Linked DNA regions of Sus scrofa: region 2 is linked to region 1. The links are chromatin contacts, called in public Hi-C maps. All regions are on one chromosome and are shown on one strand. The core of a region is the stretch at or near the end of the contact, and the rest is flanking DNA. Distances in the headings are between cores, read along the strand shown. Region 1 holds the start of UBALD1 (UBA-like domain-containing protein 1). Region 2 holds the start of NUDT16L1 (protein syndesmos).

The links. Hi-C and Micro-C count contacts between places; a contact is called where the count stands out from the background.
Region 2: a Hi-C map of liver shows a contact between it and region 1, with 3 times the contacts expected there. The contact joins the promoter of NUDT16L1 here to the promoter of UBALD1 in region 1. A contact is called at or near these places in 10 of 47 Hi-C or Micro-C datasets (embryonic fibroblasts, fetal liver, heart right ventricle and 3 more) and 2 of 2 datasets of contacts at active chromatin or transcription factors (alveolar macrophages and skeletal muscle).

Annotation. Positions count from the first base shown.
Region 1 is chr3:37,750,867-37,757,117 of Sscrofa11.1, reverse strand. It overlaps UBALD1 (UBA-like domain-containing protein 1), which reads right to left and starts at 3,856. Exons shown (of 3, transcript XM_021086690.1): 1 at 2,975-3,856. The coding sequence starts at 3,094.
Region 2 is chr3:37,691,772-37,698,139 of Sscrofa11.1, reverse strand. It overlaps NUDT16L1 (protein syndesmos), which reads left to right and starts at 3,487. Exons shown (of 4, transcript XR_002342434.1): 1 at 3,487-5,861; 2 at 5,937-6,267. MGRN1 (E3 ubiquitin-protein ligase MGRN1) reads left to right here. Exons shown (of 17, transcript XM_021086677.1): 16 at 621-665; 17 at 1,972-3,337. The coding sequence ends at 661.

The DNA.
Region 1 (6,251 bases), core at 2,607-5,106:
TGCCTCCCTGAACCTCAATTTTCTTGTCTATGAGCCAGGAGATGGTGAAGGCCCCCAGGTGTTGAGCGTCGTGACCTGCCCGCTCCTCTCAACCAAGGGACGCTGCCCCAGGGCTGGGTTTCTCCATGTGCACCACAGGGAGACTGGAGGTGGCCTGCAGTTTCCCCTCCCTGGCAGCAGTGACCTCCTCAGACCCATGGTTCCGCTGCGAGAGCCAGAATTAAGTAGGAAGGTCTGGTTTCGCTCTCCCCTCCAGTCCTCGAGACTTCCTTGCGGGATGTTCTCCAGGTGGTAGAGCAGGAGGAAAGGGGAGATGGGCTTTGCACCCAGGACCATGAGAAGGAGGTGGGAAAGAGGCTGGCAGCCAGCCCCGGCTAGAGCAGCTCATCTAGTGGCTCTGGGGGGCTGGGGCCCCAGGGCAGCCTCCACTGGCACTGTTGTGTCCTGGTTTAGCCCCTGCAGGAGAGGCATCCAGGAAAATAAGGGAACCAAGTGCTCTTGTGAAAGTGCTGGGTGAGGGAGCCCGTCCAGTGTGTGAAGGGTCTGTGGGCAGCTCTGCCCTCCATGGCTGCCCCCTCGGACACGCCCCCAGCCCTGTCTAACCCCCTCCCCGACTCCCAACACACCCAGAAACCCAGCCTAGTTCTCGGGGCTTACCCCAGGAGCTTGATTATTGAAGGAGATTCTGATGACTTTGGGAATTTCCTGCTGGAGATGCCCTACCCCAGTATCCCCAAACACGGGGGTGGGAGCTGGGGGGAGGGCCCTGGGCTCTAAGCACCTCCTTGAGACACCCCCTCTCCCCGCAGAAGCCCCAAGGAACACACCATTCCTCCTCCAACAGCAGCTCCAAAGGCAGTAGTAGTTGTGTGTGAGGATTCCAGGAGAAATGGCTGCCCTTGTCCTGCCTTCCTAAAGCCCCTCCAGAGTTGAAAGCACTCAGGTTCCCCTGCCCCCAGCAGCCTTCCGTCCCCATTAACACCTGAATCACAGAGAATGTGACCCAAAAACAGGGCATCCAGCTGGGCCAGCCAAGGGTGGAAGGCACAGAGGGGAGTTACCCACTCACTCCCAGAAGACCTAGGACTGGACTTCACACCCCATTTTCACCACAGGTGAGCCTCCCCCCTCCCCCCGCATCTCCCTTTTACATGCTGTGAAACAGCGCCCAGGGTGCAGCGCTCCTCTCCTGGGGGATGCCAGAGTCCGCAGGCTGCTCCCGCCCCTCCTAAGATCAGCTTTCCCCCGCCAGGTATCTCCATCTTCAAAGCTACATTTTCAATTCCTGTGACCAAGTGACAGCAACCTGGGCTGGTGCCAGGCTCTGTGGGCTTAAATTGAGAGAGACAGGTAGGGCCACTTCCCACTGGACACCCGCCTGCCCAGCCCCAGGAAGGGGGGGAGCCATGTATGCAGATGTGGGACTCAAGCAAACTGCCATGAATGTGGTTTTGCAAGTTTTGCCACATCCAGCTCTTGAGACAAATGGGCTGATTAGGGAGCTTCCTGCAGGGTGGGGCTGCTAGGGTTGGGGGTAGGGGGTACTGGCCTTTCACTCCTTAGAGGTCAACTCACACCGCCCCAGACACAGCGGAGGAAACTCAGGCCAGAGGCTGGGACGTGTGCAGAGATAGGGCAGCCTTCCATCTTGGGATGAGAGGACCATGCAGGGGTCAGCCGTCCCCCTGAGCTCTCTGGTAGGAAAGTGAGCAAGACTCCTCTGGGTGGACAGGCCGCTAACTCCACAGAGTGTCCCAACCTTCAGGCTAGAATCCTGATCCCCATCCCGGGCCCAGAAAGCTGAACTCCAGAGTCCTCTGGCTTCCTGTCCCTCCTCCCGCCCAAATACCTTCTCTGAGCTGGGTCCCCATCTAGAGCCTGGGCTCCTAAGCCTGGACTGGGCACAAGACTCTACAGGGTGGCTGGGGCTTTGACCTTACACCTGTGAGGGGCGGAGCTCAAGGGGCTCTGGCCTCATCCCTAGATACCGTCCTGAGTTATTTCTGGGCCGGCTGACTTAGGGAAGGCCAGGTGGCCTCCTGGCAACACAAGCCCTGGGCACTAGTGTTCTGTGGGTCCAAGAGGCCTGGGGAGGTGGGGGCCAAGCTGGGGCAGCCCCACCTCCTGCCCAGCTGGCTGAAAACTACTGAACCGTGTACACGATGCCATGGTAGAGTCACTAGCCAGCACAGAGAAGGGAACCTGGACAAGCCTCTGAAGCAGGGCACACAAATGCCGTCCCGTAGCTGTAGTGTGCGCTCCGACACACCACCTGTACACTCGTGTGCACATGCGTAAGCACCGTTTGCAAAACGGCGACCAGTGTGTACACGGAACACACCCTCCCCCCCCACCCGCACCCGTGCCCCGGGTGGACTGCGTGTTTACACGTGCCCACACGTAGCGTGGCGCGTGCGTAAATACAAATGCACATGTACGTGGACACGCGGCACCGGGCTGCCCATCCAACACACAGACCGTCAGACCCACACACGGCGGGCAGCTGCGCCCGCGGGCTCGGGGCTCCCATATCCAAGGTGGGGGCGGCGAGGGCCCGGCTCAGGCCAGTGCTGGGGCGTCCTTCTTCCTGCCGCCCGCCCAACTGTCCGTCGGGGCCTCGGCGCCGCCTCGCCTTGGCCATTACCAGAACAAAACGCGGGGCGGGGGGATCCCCGTAACCCGGCCGCCGGGGAATGGGGGGGCGGGGATTAGGAGCCAGGCTGCCCCTCCCGCCCACCCGGAGCGGGCTGCGTTTCCGGGGGCCGCGTAGACACGGCCGCGCAGCCGGGCCTGACCCACACGCCGCGTGTGCGCGCTGGGGCCCGGACGCCGGGGCGCGCGACCGCCGGAACACCGGGCCGAGTGCGCGGGCCCGGCCCCGGCACAGCCGCACGTGTCCACACCGGCCCGCACACACCCCGCAGCACGCGCCGCCACGGGGGACGGACACCCGCGCCCCGGCCCGGCCGCGCACCTCAAACTGCCAGTGGGCCGCCTGCAGCAGCTGCTTCGCCTGGTCGGCTGCGCAGCCCGCCGTCAGCACGAACTGGTTGATCATGACCTGGTGCTTGAGCTCGTCCATGTTCACGGACATGGCGCCGCCGCCGCCGCCGCCTGCCCGCTCCGGCCTCCAGCCGCCGCGCGCTCCTCCGCCTCACGCGTCCACCATTAGCGAGCCGGCTCCGGCTAATACAAATATTTACTGTGCGGCTCTGACTCACCGAGCCTCGCCTCACTCCGGGCCGCGGGGGGCATGCTGGGAGATGTAGTCCCGCGCCGCTTCCGCCTCGCCCGGACGGGAGCTGCAGGCCGGGCCGGCCCGAGGGTGTGTCTGAACATTGGGCGCCTTTTGCGTACAGGACCAGGACGAGCACGCAGCTCTGGGGGCCCCGCGCCCCATCCCCGACACTGAGGAGGGGTCCGGAGGCGAGGACTCCAGACTGCATGGGCGCAAACGCGGGTCGCAGGATATTGGCTAGGACCCGAGGATCCCGACCCCCAGGGTGGTTGGCAGCCCTCTGTGTCGAGCGGGCGCACTATTGGGCAGTGGGGTGGGGGGAGAAGTTGGGATTTTGGTACAAATCGGCAGCACTAGGGCCGTAAGACCCAGAAGGCCTGGCACACAGTGGGCGCTTATATAAATACCCGTTCAGTGACTGAATGAATCTGCCCTTCAGAGTTCTGCCTAAAGTCACAGCCTCCAGAAAGCCTTCCGAGTCTCCCCAGCACAGAGTCCAAGCTCGCCTCGCCCACTCGCGACGCGGGTCCCTCCCCGGCCTGGCGCTCAACCAGGCTCACAGTAGGCTCGATGTACGGCTGAGGAAGGGAGGGCGGCCTAGGGGTACTCTCCGCTCAAGGTTCCCACTTTCCCACGCAAAATCTCGTGCGCTTTGCCGGAAATCTCGGCTTTCAGACTGCGGGCGCCAGGACCGCGCGGAGCCAGTTCCGGGATGGCCCTGAACTCCAATTCCCAGAATGCCTCGGTTTATTTGCATCTTCAGTCCTGAGTGACGTCAAGTGAGTGAGGCCGCACCTTAGCCAATGGGCGGTCGCGCGGTGTTAGGACCTGGCCATATAAGGTAAACAAAGCTGGCCGCCCAATGAGGCAGCGGCGGGGGCGGGCGGGGGCACGTCACGTGGATGGCGGGGGCGGGGTTGAAGAGCGCTCGGGGGTGGGGTGTTGCGGGCTGTGTTTACAGCTCCGCACGCTCGTCTTCCGGTTGACGTCTCAGATCTGGTGTGCGGGGTGCCTGGCGGATTCGGAACTGGCGGGAGGGGTGGAAGGCTCAGTCACCTCCGCCCAGAATGACCTTATCCAGATTCCTCTCGCTCCCTGGCCCCAGTTTCATTAGACGAGAAGCTATTTATTGGGTCCTTACTCTGTGCCTGGTCCCAGGTACAGAGAACAAACTCTAAAAAAGGGTGGGCTGGGGGCAGGGGTGGGGGCATGCGTCAAAATTCCCAGGGACAGGTGTTCTCTTGTGGTGCAGCGGGTTAAGGAGCTGGCGTTATCACCACTGTGGCTCGTATTACTGCTGTGGCAGGGGATCCCCCTAGTCCAGGAACTTCCACTCGCTGTGGGCTTGGCCAAAAAAAAAAAAAAAAAAAAAAATTCCAAGGGCAGATGTAGAAAGCTTGGGCGGTGCCCTCAGGAAGGAAACCGGCACAGGCCCTGGAGGTGGTGGGTTAAAGGCCAGCCATAGAGGGCCTTCAATAGATCTGATCCAGTGTCCGCATTAGGGTCACTGTGTCTGAACATTGTGGAGACCAGATGTGGGGGGGAGGTCCATTCCAGTTCAGGTGATGTCCTGGGTGTGTCTGGTTCCAGGGCAGTCCGTCTCTGCTCAGGGCCTTGTTGCAGAATTGGATTGAACAAAAGCACTGTCCCACCCGGGGGCAGGTGCATGGAAGGAGGACTTGCAGTGCTCTCTGAAGAGCGCTTCGTGGGTCCCTGAACTCTTCCAGGGAGGGTTATCTTTGGCTGGTGGGAGGGCCATTGTGGGGGACTAGTGGACTAGACCTGAAATATCCCAAGTTATGGGGGCTTGGGCACTGGTATGGGGGGGTGTGAGGGGGGGCTGGAGCCCACCTCTTTGTTCAGTGGATTAAGGATCTGGTGTTGCTGTGAGCTGTGGTGTAGGCCGACAGCTGCAGCTCTGATTGGACCCCTAGCCTGGGAACCGCCATATGCCACAGGTGCAGCCCTAAAAAGACAAAAGACAAAAAAAAAAAAAAAAAGAATGGCCTTTCACCTTTACAAAACATCATACATGACTTAATGCAGCCAAAGCACTTGGCACAGCACGGGGGTAGGCGGCTCTAAATGTAGTTACTGCTACATCCTTACCACTGGGACAGTAAGGCATGGTGGAAGGTGAGCAGGCTCTGGAGCCAGACAGACCTAAGTGTCAGTCTCGACTCTGCCACTTAATGATTCTGATGTTAGGACATGGTCCTCCGGCTCTAAGCTTCAGTTTCCTCATTTGTGAAACCCAAGGTAAGAGCTCAGAGCTCTCCCAGGACTGCTCTGGCAGATTAATGCCAGTGAGGTGCTTGGCATGGGCTTGGTGCTCGGAGCACCATTTCTTTGCCTCCACCCGGACTGCTCTAGGGGACCCAAGCCCCATTTTACAGATGAGGAAACCGAGGTTGGAATCCAAACCTCTTTACACTCTTGACAGTGTTCAGAGCCCGTGGAGGAGAGCAGGCGCCCAGTGAGCAGCAGGTGTGTTTCTGGCAAAGGAGGATGGGCACTGCCCTGGCAGGACCCACTGGGGGCTTTTCTTGCTTAGCGAGAGAGGGAGTACCTTCGCTCAGGTGCCTGCCTAGACCTGCCCAGCCCAGAAGGAGCTCTTCCAGGCCAGCCAGCTGCCTGGGGTGGGGCAGTGGGGTAGTAGGAGCGAAGGTCCGCCCTCTCGCCCCTACGGCCCCCCAGCCAGCTTGTTTTTCCAAGGGCAGCAGGGAATGAAAAACAAGCTTGTTTGCAGCCAGGATCAGCCTGGCTAGAGGGTGGACTTTGGATTTCTTAACAGGCTTGGATGGGGCCTGACAGTCGGGGTCAGTAGATGGGGGAAGGGAGGGATAAAAGGCATTTGGGGCAGTGCCTTCATCTTATCTGAAGTCCAGGGAGATTGAGGACCTTGCCAGAGTTGGAGGGCCCAGAGCCCTGCATTCCTTCAGTCACTCCACGGATGTGTTTATCAGGCATCCACTGGGTCTGGGAAGACAGGAATGCATCAGCAGCAATCCTG
Region 2 (6,368 bases), core at 2,238-4,737, 59 kb after region 1:
GCCCCCTTGTAGCTCCTGGGCTAGGCCGCCGGCTCTGCGCACTGCGGGGCCTGGATGGGGCTGGCTCTGGATGCGGGAGCAGAGCAGGCTGTGTCCACGCCCCGCGAGCACAGGGGTGGCGGGCACGCAAAGCGCTGTGAGTCGCACACGTCGGCGCCCTCCTTCCTCCCAGATCTTCTGCTTGGTGCAGACCCCGAACCCCTCCCACTTGGGCGTGTGTTTTTAAGAACGCAGCACGCGCGGGGCTCCACTCCTGTTACCCACCGCGCGGCGGCGAAGTTAGGGACTCTGAGAGCGCCCCCGGCCCCAGTGGATGGGAAAGGGAGGGGGGCGGAAAGGCCGCGGTCGGACGCCAGCTGTCCCCGCCCCCGAGGGTGGGGCGCTTCCGGGCTCCGCCCCAACTGGCCCCGCCCCCTTCCCCGCGAGGTCCCTGGGCCGAGTGCCTGCGCGTCAGTCTCCGCTGTGTCAGCACAGGCTTGTGTGGGCGTCTGTTTGCATCATACGCTGTCCGCTCCGCCCGCCCGGGCATCTCGCCTGCAGCGGTGCCTCTGCCCCGGGGAGCACTGTTCCCTCCGAGCGCTTTGCTAACCGAGCTTCCATCTCTCTCCTCCTCCGCGCAGCCCTGGGGCCCGGCTCCTGCTCCGGTGCTTTAGAGGAGTAAGCTGGTACGTGACGCCTTCGCACGCGGGGCGGGGGGCTCTGCACGCGGCCTTGGCGGGGAGCCCGAGAGAGGACCCCGTTGCCCTCCTCTCCTGCCCCGCCAGGGGTCCTTCCCGTCCGGGGGCTTCTGCCCGTCTGGGGTCTTCCACATCTGTGTCTTCTCCGGGCCCGGGCTTCTGAGTCCAGGGGCCTGCCTCTGGCTTCCCGAGCCGGAGGCCTTCCCGTCTGGACCCGGTGGCCCGGGCAGGCCGCGGCTGACGTCCGACTTGTCCCCCCACCCGCCGGGGAACCTCCCGGCGCACTCTGAGGGCGGCCGGTGCGGGGCCCCGTGAGATTGTCTTGCCCCCTCCAAGGAGGCGCCTTCTCCCCGGGCGGCTGTACAGAAGGCAGATCCCCAGGGTGCCCCCACAACAGGCAGGCGCCTGCGGACCCCCGCCCTGCTGGGACGCAGGGGGGTGGAGGACCTGGGGGTGGAGGTTTCCGGTGTCCTGTCCGCTGCCCGAGCCAGGCCCGCGTCTGCCCTCCCTGCGACCCGCTCTGTCCGTTCCCGTCTTCCTTCAACGCTTCTCGGACTGGTCTGACCCCCTGTTGAAATAGGACCTGACACATGCATGCAGGTGGCCCCAGCCTCATGGTGGTGTCACTTAGTAAAGATCCTGGAGGTAGGAAGCGGGTCACACGCAGCCGCCCAGGGCGCTGTTCCCCTGGCAGAGCTGGCTTCCCACGTGCAGCCACAGCCTCTAAGAAAGCAGTCCCTTCCCCAAGTCACTGAGGGTCTGTCCCAGGCCGCGAGGGCTCCTTTGTTCGCCATTTGAAGCCGCCCCAGAGCCCGGGTCAGCGGGCCCTGTGAGCTGTGCTGTTCCTGTCGCACAAGCACTCCGGGGGCCTGAGCCCCTCGCAGGGTCCTGGAAGCAGCTGGGGGGCGGGGACAGCAGAGGCCCCTGAGCCAGGCCAGCTGGGGCTGCGCTGGGCCCTGCTGGGCACTCAGACCCCACTGTTCCCTCCACCTGGGTCAGCTGAGCCCCAGCCGAGCCCAGCGGGAAGGCACTGCGGGACAGCGGCCCCCAAGAGCCGGGGAAGCACAGAGAGGGCCGGGTGGGGGACCCAGGGTGGCTGCCCCAGGCACCCCATTGTCTTCTGATGCAGGGCTGCGGCTCTTTGCTGCGACAGACAGCCCCCCGGGGCCCTCTGGGTGCCCAGCCACGGACACAGGGTCAGCCGGAGAGAAGCCCGAGCCCAGCGGGTCAGGGGAGCGGGGTGTCAGGACAGTTCGGCCCAGCGTGACCCCCCTCCCTGTCCCCCTGCCCGCAGGATGGTCCACCTCCATGGAGACGCCCCGCAGCCTGCACACCACCGGGCCCCCCCGGCCTCCACTTGGTGGCCCCAGTCCTGACCCTGGGGCCGCCGAGCTGACCCCACTCTGAGAGCCTGGCCTGGCTCCCCGGACTTGGCCGAGGGCCGTGGACTCCAGCGCAACCCCTGGCCTCTCCAGTCTGCAAGTTCTGCGTGGTCACTGGCTGCGAGGAGCTGTGTGACCCTTGACCGAAGAGCACAGTTGACTGTCCCCTCTGACGACCCTTTTTCTACAGTCCATGTATTTGTAAATGGTACAAGATGAAGGACAGTGGCTTTCTGTCCCGGGCGCTGAGCTCTGGGTCCTTCCCAATGCCCCGGGGCCGGGCACCCGTGTGCAGCCTCACCCAGCCCCCGAGCCGTGGCGGCCGATGCCCGGGAACTGAGGGACACGCTGGAGAAGAGGAGTTCCTGGGCGGTGAGGTGCTGCCTTCACGGGGACGCGCGGGGCCCCTGGAAGGAGAGGAGGTGGGGTCTGAGTCTCAGGCCGGGAAGGAGACTGCCCCTGCCCTCCCCCTGCACAGCTTGGCGAGGCTCGGCCAGGTTTGGGTCTGGGCATGGGCGGTGTGGTGCCTGAGAGCCCTTCCCAGCGGCAGCTTTGCCCACGGCACCAGACCCTCTGGGCCGGGGCTCTGCTCGGCGAGCGGCACGCCATCACCTGCTCTGGAAGGCGCTGGTGGCTTCTCTGCTCCCTCTGCCGTAGATGGCACTGAGAATTTGCTTTGATTTGTTCCCGTCTGGGGCTCCTGTGGCGGGATGTCCCTGGGGACGAGGGCCCCATGTGAGGTGACCTCGCCTTCTCTTAAAGACAAACTTGCGGGCAACAGAAAGGCAGACAGCGTGCTTGGCCCTGGTGCCTCTGGATGAGAGCTGCCCCAGTGGGACCTTAGCCTGGCGGCGGCGGGTCTGCACTCCCCGTGCCAGCGCTTTCCTAGCAGGTGGGAAGGATGGTGCTGGGCAGCCGACCACACAGCCTGAGGCTCTGATGAGTGGGGTGCTCGGAATGGGCGCCTCCTTCTCTCTCCAGTTGAGCCTATGAACAGAGGCCACACTGCAGGCGCCCTGCCTCCCGTCCTGCCCGCCGTGTGCTCGTGGGTGCACAGATGCCACACACGCACATGACCGTCTCCCTCTCCTCACCCCTCTCCTCTCACTGGCCAACACCCCCCGCCTCTCACCATTGGTTTTGGGGCCAGTAACTGAAGGGCGGGGTGCAGACTGGCCTGTCTTGGACTTAACACGTGCTACCATTTGATGTACTCTGATTGGCTAGTTTTTGTTCGTTTTTACTGTATATTTATAGTAATAAAATCATGCAGCAATATCCTATTCGCTTTTCCCTCCATGCACAGCTCCACAGGACTGGGTTGTTTCTCGGGAGGCAGGACAGCTGAGTGGCAGCTCTGACACACTCAGAGCAGCGCAAGTGCCTGCTTGTGGCTGCAGCCACTGTTCCCTCATGTGTGATGTGACATAGGACTTCCGGGAGGGCGTGAGTGCTGCTGCTTGTTATTCTTGGGGTCGGCATTATGCTGATTGTCGGGTTGGAGCAAAGGGGAGGGACCCTTGGGACTTGGCTCTGTTTCCTGAGCAGGTGGAAGAGCCCAGGCCTCCAGCTATGCAATTGCTTTGGCCGTAGCCGTCGCTAGTTCCTCTTGCCGCCGTGAACTGAGTGCCTGCTGTGCCAGCAGAAAGCAGAAGGCGCCAGGCCCCTGGGAGCCTGCGTTCTAGTCAGTGAGATGCTACGCAAGTGATTCAGGTCTAACCACATGTGATTACAGTTAGGAAGGGGGTCGGTGGCTAACGAGGTGGTGCTGATTTAGCCTGTGTTTGGGGAGGGCTTCTGTGATACGTTTCAGCTGAGCCCTAAAGGATGCCAAGGAGCTGGGCCTGGAAGAGCACCCCAGGCAGCTGGCTCAGCAAGTGCAAAGGCAGGAGTGGGTCTACTGTGTCCACGGAGTGGCTGAAGTGTCAGAGCTGGGGTGTGGGGTGCAGACACTTTGTGGGGGCCCAGTTTTGCCCTAGGAGCAATTGGAGGCTGCTAAGCAAGGGAGCGACTTTCTCCAGCTGTCCTCGGGGGAAATGGATTGGAGGGCAGGTTTGGCTGCCAGGACGCTGGAGCCCAGCTGGGGCCCTCTGCTCAGCCTGAGCTCCCCTGACCAGCAAGCAGCCTCTGCATGGGGAGAGGCTGGTGCCCCAGCACGCCCACTGCAGCACTGCCCGAACCACGGCCAGCCAGCAGTGCCCTCTGACTCAGGCACTCAAGGGTGGAGCCAGCCTTCCTAGCTGGCCTGGCCCTGCCCCAGGGAAGGCCTGCCAACCTCGGGGGTCCCCGGTCTGCCACGGTCTCGGTGTGGAAAAGGCCTTTCAGTCACACAGGTTTTTGCATTGGCTGCACTGGGTCTCCCACCACGGGCCCACCTCCTTTATTAATGCCTGAGGCGAGCCTTCAAACACCTTTATTTATTAATGCCTGGGTCCTTCCCTTCAAACACCTTTAGTCTCCCTAGAGTCTGGCCTCCCACTGCCAGCTGCGGCTGCCTCCCTGCTGCGGCAGCCCCAACCCTGGCAGAGGACCACGCGGGGGGAAAATGGAGCTTGGGCTACCTGATGGAGTGAGTAGCACCACAGAACCCGGGGGAGCCTGCTGCTCTGCCGCAGCTGCTGTTTCTGATGCTCCGGAGCCGTAGTGCCTGCCTTCTCCGGTACAGACGCTGGTAAGTGACTCAGGCCCTCGTCCCCAGAAGCTGCACGGTTTTCTGCGCGGACACTGGGTAGGAGAGGTGGAATTCGAGGGTAGGATCCTGGCTCTCACAAACTGCTGGGTGCCCTCAGGCAAGTCCCGTTCATCTGAGCCCCAGGTTCCTAAAGGGGGGAGTACCTGGCCTATATGGCCCCTGACACGGGTATTTGGGCGCTGCGCTGGGAAGCTCCCTGCCCGGAATCTAAATCACTTCTGCCCCAGCAGGCTGGATTCAGGAAGTCCCCGAGTTCCTCACCGCCCACCCCCAGTTCAGGGCTGGGCTGGACTCGGGGGGTAGCTGGACTCTGCCAGGCTGTGTTTAACCGGCAGCAGAACCATGGGCTGGCATTGTGCCTCCTGGCCGCAAGGCTCGGCTGAGCCCCCTGGGGCAGGCAGGGGGCGCCCGCACGCCCAGGGACAGGCGCCAACCCGGCCTGGAGCTGACGGTGGGAAGCCGGCGCGGCTGTGCTCCCGAAGAGGCGCGGGGGAAGGCGGAGGGCAGTATAATTGCTAGGGCTTTCCCTGCCCTCTTCTAGACGCGCAGTTTGAGTCCAGACTCCACAGGCTGCACCGCCTGCAGGTAGCGCCCCAACCCCGCAGGCGCCGCGCGTCTGGGAACCCGAATCCGAATCTGCGCTCGGCTCGTGCGGGCTCGGTTGTCGCGTTGCATCTTGGGCCTTGTGGTTTTCTAGGATCGTGGGCGGTGCCGGTTCGGGGTGCGCGGCTGTTGGGTGACAGCTGGGCGCGAACCGCCTTCCCCTTTGCGCACGCCCCTCCCGCTTCGCAACGACGCCTCTGAGCGTCGCGATGGGCTCGGCCCCGGCGCGGGTCAGCGATTGGCGGAGGAGCGGGGCCCAGGGGCGCGGCTTCCCGCGGATTGGTTGGGTGCGGCGGGGCGGGCCCGCGCATGCACTTAAGGGGCGGTGTCTGGGCGGCGGTGGGTAGTGCCAAGATGTCGACCGTGGCAGTCCCGGAGCTGAAGCAGATCAGCCGGGTGGAGGCGATGCGTCTTGGGCCGGGCTGGAGCCATTCGTGCCACGCCATGCTGTACGCTGCAAACCCCGGGCAGCTCTTCGGCCGCATCCCTATGCGCTTCTCGGTGCTGGTGAGGACGCGGGCAGGCGGGCGGGGACCGGGCGCCACTCGGACTCGCGCCCGTGACCCTGACGCTCCCTTGCAGATGCAGATGCGTTTCGACGGGCTGCTGGGCTTTCCCGGGGGCTTCGTGGACCGGCGCTTCTGGTCATTGGAGGACGGACTGAACCGGGTGCTGGGCCTGGGCCTGGGCTGCCTGCGCCTCACGGAGGCAGACTACTTAAGCTCACACCTGACCGAGGGCCCGCACCGCGTCGTGGCGCACCTGTACGCGCGGCAGCTGACGCTGGAGCAGCTGCACGCCGTGGAGATCAGCGCGGTGCACTCGCGCGACCACGGCCTGGAGGTGGGGCCGCCGCCCGGGCCCCGCCCCCCGCCCCGGGGTTTGGCTCTGGCCCCGCGGAAGGCACCGATGGGTAACACGTCCCCCTGAGGGTCCCCAGGCCGGGCTGGGAGGGTGTCGCTGTCTCCAGCTCCGGGGTGGGGAGAGGGACCACGGGTCGGGGGTGGGCTGGGA